2 separate regions of the Mus musculus genome follow, and region 1 is linked to region 2. Evidence: chromatin contacts called from public Hi-C data. All regions are on one chromosome and are shown on one strand. The core of a region is the stretch at or near the end of the contact, and the rest is flanking DNA. Distances in the headings are between cores, read along the strand shown. Region 1 holds the start of Gmfb (glia maturation factor, beta). Region 2 holds the start of Ddhd1 (DDHD domain containing 1).

Region 1 (4,307 bases), core at 607-3,106, 1.2 Mb after region 2:
ATAAATCTTTAAAAAAAAAAAAAAAAAGAGTAGGGAAGGGCATTGTAGGTACTCAGATTTCTGTCCCATGAGCAAATATAAGCTATCAACACGCTTTAAGTATTGTAGGGAAGGCAAACATGGCCATATTTGAATTTTGATAAGATCATATTTGTTGTGATATGCAGTAAGCAGGCAGAGAGCCAGGAAGAGCACAACAGCCCTAGTTACCAGCAAGACTATTTCAGAGATGACAAGTAGCCGAGGAATTAAAGATCAGCATAAAAGACGTGAATAACATCAGTGAGCTACCACGTATACAGCACAAAGCTGACTCCCACTTTATGCTCCAAACTATCGCACCCACACCAGTGCCATCCACATATGGCAGGAAATTTAAGATTTAGACAGGCTAGAAGCATCTTCTCCAAAGTCTTAAGTCATACAGGTAGTGGACCCAGGAAGCAACCCAGATATGCTGAACTCCAGCGCTTGCTCGCGCGCTCGCTCTTTCTCTCTCTCTCTCTCTCTCTCTCTCTCTCTCTCTCTCTCTCTCTCTCTCTCTCTCTCTCTCTCTCTCTCTCTCTCTCTCTCCACTACATAAGAACTGGGTTAGATTCAATATGAAGGAAATAAAGACTTACAAAGATAACTTCTAGACTTCTGGCTTTGTGTAAGGAACACAAACACACCTTTAGCCAAGTTGCAGAATTCCGGCTGAATGAAGACCAGATGTGTGGAGGAAGCTATGAGTTCTTTTTGGACAAACTGAGGAGCCTCTGTGGCTTCTGTGTGATGAAATTAACCAAAAAGTGGAATGTAACTGCTGGTTGGATCTCAGCTAAGGTCAGAGATAGGAACTCACAGGTCAACTCAACGTAGGTGGTTACTGAAGCCAGAAGTTCAGCAAAGAGAAAAACAATAGAAAATGAAGCCTTGGAATGGAGCCTAGGGCACTCACGGGCATAGTCCAAGGAATGGAGAAAGGAATCCAAGGGGAACAGATGCATCAGCAGAAATAGGAGGAAAGCCAGTTCTGAATCCCAAAAGCCAAGGGGGTTGGGGTAGGCAAAATTAAAGAGATGCCTCAAACACCAGTGTCAACACCCTGGAATGTAGCTGAAAGGTCAAAACGATGAAAAGCCACGAGTTCACTGGGTTCAATGACCGCGGTAAGATCTGCTAGACGGAAGTGGTCCCCAAGAGAGGATTTATAGATAAGTGTCTTCCTGTTGTTGTTTCCATGATACTTGGTCGTACTTAAAAAACACTTTGGGAAGGCTCCAGAAGGTCCTTGAGAGCACCTGACTTAATTCTCCACTTTGTCTTTATGCTTGGGGTCCATCGTCAAGGAGATCAGAAACCACTGCCCCAGACGCAGCAAAACTAAACCTCTGACAGTTGCTTAAAGGCAAAATCAGAGCCCTGGGTCACATGGGTTCCAACGGCCTGGACTGGAAGAATGTGGGTATCGGGAGCTATTCAGCCAGAAACAAGGGGGTGCAGGTAGAAAGAAGCCTGGGCGAAGCCGGAATGCAACCAGAACCCTGACACTCGCCTACAACGCCGGCCCTCAGGCCCAGCCCGTTTCCGCCGCGGGGACCACAAGGGTCCACGCGGAGGCCACGTTCCAACCGTCCGCCCGCAGCGCGGGGGTCTTCCGCGCTGCCGCTGGAAGTCGGGAACGGACTGCGAGTCCGTCCAACCCCGCGGTGCCTCCCTTCGCCGCCACTTACCATTTTCCTTCCGGTCGTCAGCGGCCCGTTGCCGTGCGATCTCTTGGGCCCCTTTAAGAATGGCTCGGCAGCCAACTCCCTTCCTGTTTCGGCTGGCGCACCGCTCAGCCTCCCCCACCTAAGGACGCGGCCGCCGTGGCCCGCACGTGACAGCGGACGGCGGGAGGCGAGGCCCAAAATTTGGCGAAATGCGGACGCGGGCGCCTCTGGTGCCTGTTAAGTAAGGATGCTGCGCCGTTACCAAGGAATGAGCCAGCCAAGCGGTGCGCAGATTCTTGGTGTCTTTAAATATTCTACAAGCCTTAACGGCAGGTATTTCGTGGTGCCAAACCTGAGCTAATGACTTGAGTGGTAAATGTGCGTGTCGATTACAGTTTACTTGCAGATTTAATGCTTTTCAAAGGTAGACGCGGCTTTCATCCTTGCACCTGTCCCAGGGCGCCATCCCTGACCCTGCCTGCTTTCCAGAACTTACTGAATAAATTTATTTTCCAAAATCTATTCATACTCACCAGTAAATGGTTACCAATGTTGATCATGTTGGCTTTTACTCTCAAGTTACAGCGAATTGAACTCTGAAACCCAGGTGCTCTTATTGTTTCAAAGTGTGACACTCAAAAAGTTACGACCTTTTAAATGTATTACTACTGGTATTCCATAACGGAGATAAACTTGCCTTTCTAAGAAACAGTATGAGGTACAAAAAAGACTATGTGGATGAAAGGATTGGCAACTTTACGAAAAATAAATATAAGAGATTTTTAAAACATTCTAATATTTGTATACTCTTTTGGTACTTCCTCCTTTGTCATCCATAACTATTATCCTCAAACGATTAGTAGAATTCTCTTTCAAAAATAAGAAAGGATGGGAGTTGGAGAGATGGCTCAGGGGTTGCGAGTACAGGTTGTTCTCTCCACCCTGGCCGGATCTCCAGAACCCACCAATATGGTAGTTGACAGTGTAACTCCAGCCCCAGGAAATCCAAAACACTCTCTGGCCTCCAGGGCCACTGCAGGCTTGTGGTGCAAGCAGGCAAAACACCCATACACACAAACTAATAATATAGTTTTTAAGAATAAGAAAGAAATTGGAAGGGAGGAAAGAAGAGAGAAATGCCAAGAGCAACTTTGATTTCTAAAAATAGAGTTTTGGATCTCCATATTAAACCCAGAGGTTTTCAGTGAGAGGCACCTTATGCAGTTTTGAATCTCTATAAGCATTTGTTTTAAATCCAGATATTGGTAATGGTAAATGGATTTCCTGTACACCACTCCTTAAGGAAGGTGGGACAAAGTGAACAGTAGGAAGGGAAAACCTTCTGCTGTGGATCTGTAGAAGCTGGGGAGGAAGGCTGGAGCACCTGCAGAGCCTTCCTTTCCCACTCTGGCCTTCTCCTCTAGCTTGAAATGGCAGAGGGAAGGATGTAGTCACTGGAGCATCAAAATAGGCAAGGTGTCAGAGAAAATCCTCTTCTCTGGGGAGAAGCCTGGAACTTGACTCTATTCCATCTTTAACACAATAGAGATCTCTTCAGTGGCAGAAGTGGCCTAATCTGTTTGCATAAGATAGCCCTGAAACCAGCATGTGACATGCAGGCGAATCTACACGGTCCTATAACAGTCCCCCTCCTCTGGTAAAACGAAGATGAGCATCTAGCAAGCCTGCAGAGCTAAGAGGCTGTGGGTTACCAAAGATTTTACCGACACAAGTTCATGGCTCGAGCCTTGAATCCCAGCGGTGGGAACTCTCTAGAAACAGACACTCAGATGAAGCTGTCTACAGCTTGGTGAGGACCTATATGCATGGTTCAGATCTACACTCTCATTTTCCCGCCTCCCACCACATCCCATGAGCATCTGCTGTCATCAGATCATCCTTTTAGGAGAAGCAAGAGACATGGGAGAGAGAAAGGGGAAGGCTACGAATTTTCTTGAAAGAGACCAGATTCTTAAAGTGTTAAACTCAAGAAGACCAATTCCTTTTTAAACGCTTTTGTGTATGTGTAGTTAGTTGTTCATGTGTGTGCCACAGGTTGGGACATCCCACAGTGCACTTGTGGAGGTCAAAGGTCAACTTCCAGAGTTAATCTTCACCTTCCACCTTGTTTGTCATAGGCATGTCTTATTGCCACTGCAAGTGTCAGGCTACCTGGCTCAAGACCTTCTGGGGATCCAATTAAACCAATGGCATTACATACTCAGTCTGTCTAGCTTTCACATGGATTTCAGTGATCTGAACTGAGGCCCTCACCATTTTACAGTCAAGCAAGCACTCTCCTCACTGAGCCACCACCACAGACCCAAATCATAATAAGACTTTCAGTTTATAAATGTAAGCTCCCATTATCCTCTCTTCCTTCATTCCCATACTATTGACGGGGGAGGGATAGTGTTCAAGAACAAAGTTAGTTAGGGCTGGGGAGATGGCTCAGTCAATAAATTGCTTGCTGTGTAAAGCACAAAGAACTGAGTTCAAAGTCAGGTATATTAGTAAAAGTATGTCATTCTAGTACTGGGGACGCAGTGGGCAGAGACTAAAACTGGCCTCCACATGTGCGTGCATGCATACACGTACACACATGCTCGAGAG
Region 2 (4,686 bases), core at 1,885-4,384:
AATCACACCTGATACAGACTCTCTGGCTGGCTGCGACTCAAAGGATAAAGTCCAAACTCAGCGCTGCACATCCCCTCTGGGCAGTGCTCCTGACAGACTGCCACTTGCCAATCCTCATACAGCCACACTGCTGGGGTGGTCAGATCCAAACCCACATTGGATGCCTGAGCCTCAGAGGTGCAGCCTTCATTCCTTCAACTGCTCTGCAGTTTCACGCCTCTGTATCCTTGGATATGCTGGCCCCAACTGAGAGGAACCCCTTTCTCTAATCCCCGTGCTTCCTCTGACTCCTGCAGACTCAGTCTTACATCCACGGTGGCCTGTGCGTCCCTTTGGATGGGTGAAATACATACGGCACTGTGTTCCCTCACTACTGCTTACTGCATCACTTTCTAGCTGCGTGACCTTGGTCAAGTTCATTAATAACACTGAGGCTACATCCTTGTAGGATGAAAGTCAACATCAATTTGCTCCACAGTGAAAATTACTTTGTGAGCAGAGTAAGGTGTTAAACTTGTCAGTCTAGTGCAAGCACTCTAAGGCTAAGCTAAGGGAGAGACAGCTTTACTCTCCAGCCCCCCTTTCCAGGATGCTCTATGCTCTCACTCCCCTGCTCCCTTTGATATTTATTGTTTTTACTTTATGTGCACTGGTGTTTGGCCTGCATGTATGTCCGTGTGAGGGTGTCAGATCATGGTGTTACAGACAGATGTGAGCTGCCATGGGGAGTATGGGGGCTGGGATTTGAACCAGGGTCTTCTGGAAGAGCCCTCGGTGTTCTTACCTGCTGACCCATCTCTCCAGCCCCTCTGACCTTGCTTTCTGGGTCCACTAAGTTCTGTGTTTTTATCTGCAGGAAAGACCCATGGTGATGTGTGGATCATTTAAAAAGAAATGGGATGGGAAGCCTCTGAAAGACATGGGTTTCCAAACAATGTGCACAGAGGTACTGTGCTAGCACATACAACTACTAAGTCCGTCCTCAGTGAGTTTATAATCAAGAGGTGACCTAACAGAGTCCATATGAGTCTCATCTTTAAAAAACTAACAACCTTTATTGCCTTTATTGTCCTGAAGAGTAGCAAGAAATTTCCTGCTATGCTACCTATACCTGACTTGGAATGTGCTGAATCTGCCATCATAGTTACTTGCACCTAATGCATGCATGCTTTAGCATTATCAGAATCACTGATGCAATTCGGTACCAAGTCATCGAATACCTGCTTTATGAGTACAAAGATAAAGGTGGTGGACTCTGACCAGAAGCTACTAAATAAACCGAAAGGAAGCTAAGCCATCAATACACATAATTAATATAGATCAGAATAAATAATATAAGATGTATAGAGGGCCAAAAGATCAGGAAAAGACATTTGAGTAAGGGCACTGAAGCCCATAAAGTTAATACTGTATGGTACAAATTATTGATGGCCAATAACTTGTTACTACTACATATCATATATATTAATAACTGCTGCATGCCACGTCAGATTATGGATTACCCTTCCTCATTCTGATTTTAAACCTACCCGTGTTGCCTAAAGCATCGTTCAGACCTTTATGACAGTCCCATTTAACAGATGTGAAAACCGAGGTCGTGCAATTTTTCTAGGTTAAGAAGCAAAAGTAAAAATATGTAAAAAGGACCCAAGAGATATGAAAACATTCTATACAGAGGGTACGGACCCACTTCGCACTGCCACTTCCTGCAGTTCTTTCCTCTTGTGCCCAACACATCCACTGTGAATAACACATTGTAACTCTCCTTTCCCGTCAGGGCTTTTCTCTTCTCAGGTTTTAAGCTGAACTGTTGATTCTCATAAAAACACTCAAGCATTTCCACTCACTCCAGGACATGTTATTTAAATCACAGGAGCTTCAGGAGACACGAGACCGAATCAGATATCCAGGTGGACAAAGCCCCTGGTACGGTCAAGAAACTAAAGCTACTGGCTTGGGGATCCGTTCCTGGATACCCTCCAGGGGATGGCAGCAGCACTCTACTCACCCAGGAGGCACAATCCCCGGCGGAATCCTCCCCTCCTGACCCCGCTAGCAGCTTGGGCGCTGCCATCTGCTCTTTTACCCTTCACCTGCCGAGGCACCCCGCGCAACCTGCATCCTAACCCGAGGCAGGCATCGCGGGGGCAACCGAACCCCCAAACGCCGTCCAGCGCGCGCCGAGCCTGGCCCGCCCCTGGCCAGCCACTTACGGTTCCAGTACACCGGGTAGCACTCTCCTTGAGTGACATCCACCTCGTAGAGGCCGCCGCGCACGCACACCGGCTCGATGGTCACCAGCTCCTCCATCTCCGGCTCAGGCCCCGCCGCGCGCGGGCAGAAGCCGCAGGCGCTGTCCTCCTCGTCTTCCTCCCCGAAGCTGGAGCTTGGGCCACACACCCGGTCTCCATCGCGGCCCGCCGCCCGGGCCTGGGCGCCCGTGGTCTGCAGCAGGGTCCGGAAGGCGAGCTCGATGCGCAGAGAGTCGTAGCCGATGAAGGGCTTCCAGGTCTTCTTGTCTTCCTTGTAGAACCAGCGCACCTCCTCGGGGCCCAGCTCCGTCACCACCTCGTAGCGGTGCCGGGCGGCTGCGCCGCCGGGCCGGGCGCGCTTCCTGTCCCCGGGGCCCCCTCCCGCCGCCCCGCCGCCCCCCGAGTTCTGGGCGACGAGCGGCGGCGGAGGCGAAGAAGAGCTGCCGCCGCCCGCGCTCTCGCCCTCGCTGTAGTAGCGCAACGACGAGCCGGACTCGGCCGAGCTGAAGTCGTAGGTCTCGTCGCTGAGGCACGGGTCCAGAGCCAGGTGGCTCAGGTCGTCGGCGCCCGGTGCCAGGTGCAGCGGCTCGGCGCGCAGCAGCGACAGCGGCACGCTGTCGCCCGGCTGGTGCTCGAAGCAGCAGCCGCCGCCGCCGAACACGCCCGCCGCGTCCGAGCCCAGCTCCCAGGCACCGCCGCCGCGGCCGTTACGCTCGGGGCTCCGTGGGGCGCCGCGGCCCGGGTAGTTCATGCCGCCGGCGCTTCCGCCACACGCGCATCCGACGCCGCCGCCCTCTCGGCCCGGACTTTATAATCTTTCAAATCCCGAGCAGGGCAGCAGCTGCGGCCGAGGCGACTCCGCCTCCCCGCCGGCCCCCGGCCGCCGCAGCGCCGTTCCGGGGCCCGCCCCATTGTTACGCAGCCCTGCGTGGGCGGGGCCACAGGGGCCCCGCCCCCAGCCGCGCGCGCCTCCCCGGAAGGCCCGAGGACTCTGCTGGAGCTCCCGTTTGGCGCTAGGCTGTACGTAGTCTTCCGCGCCTGGAAGCGGGGGTCAGACGGGGTCGCGGCGGTCTCGGCATCCGTGGAGCCCCTGCCTCACGACTTTCGACGCAGTGGCTCCGCCCCCTCGCTTCCACGCCCCTGGATGCCAGCCGCAGTGAGGCTCTCGCCCACTCATCTTTACACTTTCGGGTCATGAGCCCCGTGGGTGATTCAGCTGTATGCCCAGAGGGGCCCTGGAAGTTGCTAGCTCACGTTCCTGGCTTTAGGCCTGCTTTCAGCATCCGAAAGACCTGCTCGGTCACCTGGTTTGGCCCTTTCCCAACCTTCAGCCCATTCATACAGAAGGCACCCCACCTCTACGCCTGCTGCTCACCTGGGCACGACCACTCCCACTTACAAAACTGGCGTCCTAGAGTCACTGTGCCAGTTCTTTAGATTGCTTGCCCTCTTGTCCTTATGCTTCCTGTTCTTTCTGTAGTGCAGTAAGGCCTTGGATGGAAACCAAGTCCCTATGTCTTAGTCTTTTCCCACAGTCTGTGCGCATTCGATGTACCTTGGTTATAACTAACTGGTCTTGCCAGCCTTGTGTGGTAGATTATTAGACTGAAAGAGGAAAAAAAAAAAAACAAAAACCTAGGTTCTAAACTCAGCTTTGCCACCTCCAGGCAAGTCACTTAATCTCCTTTATCTATTTGTCTTATTCCTTGCTATAAGTAGGAGATCGTTGCACCGGACGGTCTCTAGTAATTCTATGGCTTTTAAGCCTTCCCAAGTTTGGTTTGGTTTTTGTTTTTAGTATAACTCTGATTCTGTAACTCACTTCCTGGTTTCAGGGAGACACGGAGGCTCTGTTATGTTAGACTTCCAAGACAGAGTAAAGAGAAGACAGAGACCAGAGTCTGACCTCAACAGATGGACAGTTTATTTCAAACAAAGAAGGAAAGACACTCTCCGGAGGGAAATGGGTGTCTTAGAAGGGAGTAAACTAGCTGGGGCCCTTTATAGAGGCAAGTGGGTGGCTTGGAAATGAAATTCTTGCAGCCATAGAGCTATGTGTCGGTCTATGATGTACCTTTCCTGGAATTATCTGTTTTATTAAAAGGCAGTTCATTTTGGGGAACAGGCTGCCCCAGCAGAGATTATTTGGACTGTGGCTGACTGATGAGTTTGGTCAAGGTCAGCTGTAACTTCATAGAAATCCTGTTTTATAGCTGAGGCACTCTGTCACCTCAGACCATTCTCTTAAATTGAAAAAAAAATTCATTTTATAAACCCATCCTATCTTGAGAAAACAATCTCCAATCTTGCTCTTACTTCAAGAACAGACAGTCTTCACTGTTAATGTTTACTTTGTGGAAACAGGTCAGTAGGGCAAGTTGTCTTGCTCTCAGGATGTAACCTGTCAGAGAGCCTTCAAAGTCATTATTTCAAT

The links. A called contact is a pair of places that touch in the nucleus more often than the background predicts.
Region 1: a Hi-C map of B cells shows a contact between it and region 2, with 10 read pairs. The contact joins the promoter of Gmfb here to the promoter of Ddhd1 in region 2. A contact is called at or near these places in 5 of 39 promoter capture datasets (embryonic stem cells, hippocampal neurons, liver and 1 more), 3 of 484 Hi-C or Micro-C datasets (B cells, CD4 T cells and the G1E-ER4 cell line), 4 of 115 datasets of contacts at active chromatin or transcription factors (the 230-238 cell line, astrocytes, differentiating embryonic stem cells and 1 more) and 3 of 9 other capture datasets (adipose tissue, liver and pancreatic islet).

The regions. Positions count from the first base shown.
Region 1 is chr14:46,820,386-46,824,692 of GRCm38.p6, forward strand. Gmfb (glia maturation factor, beta) reads right to left here and starts at 1,857. Exons shown (of 7, transcript NM_022023.2): 1 at 1,716-1,857. The coding sequence starts at 1,718.
Region 2 is chr14:45,655,009-45,659,694 of GRCm38.p6, forward strand. It overlaps Ddhd1 (DDHD domain containing 1), which reads right to left and starts at 3,135. Exons shown (of 14, transcript NM_001042719.2): 1 at 2,214-3,135. The coding sequence starts at 3,003. It overlaps Mir5131 (microRNA 5131), which reads right to left and starts at 3,045; the gene lies at 2,953-3,045.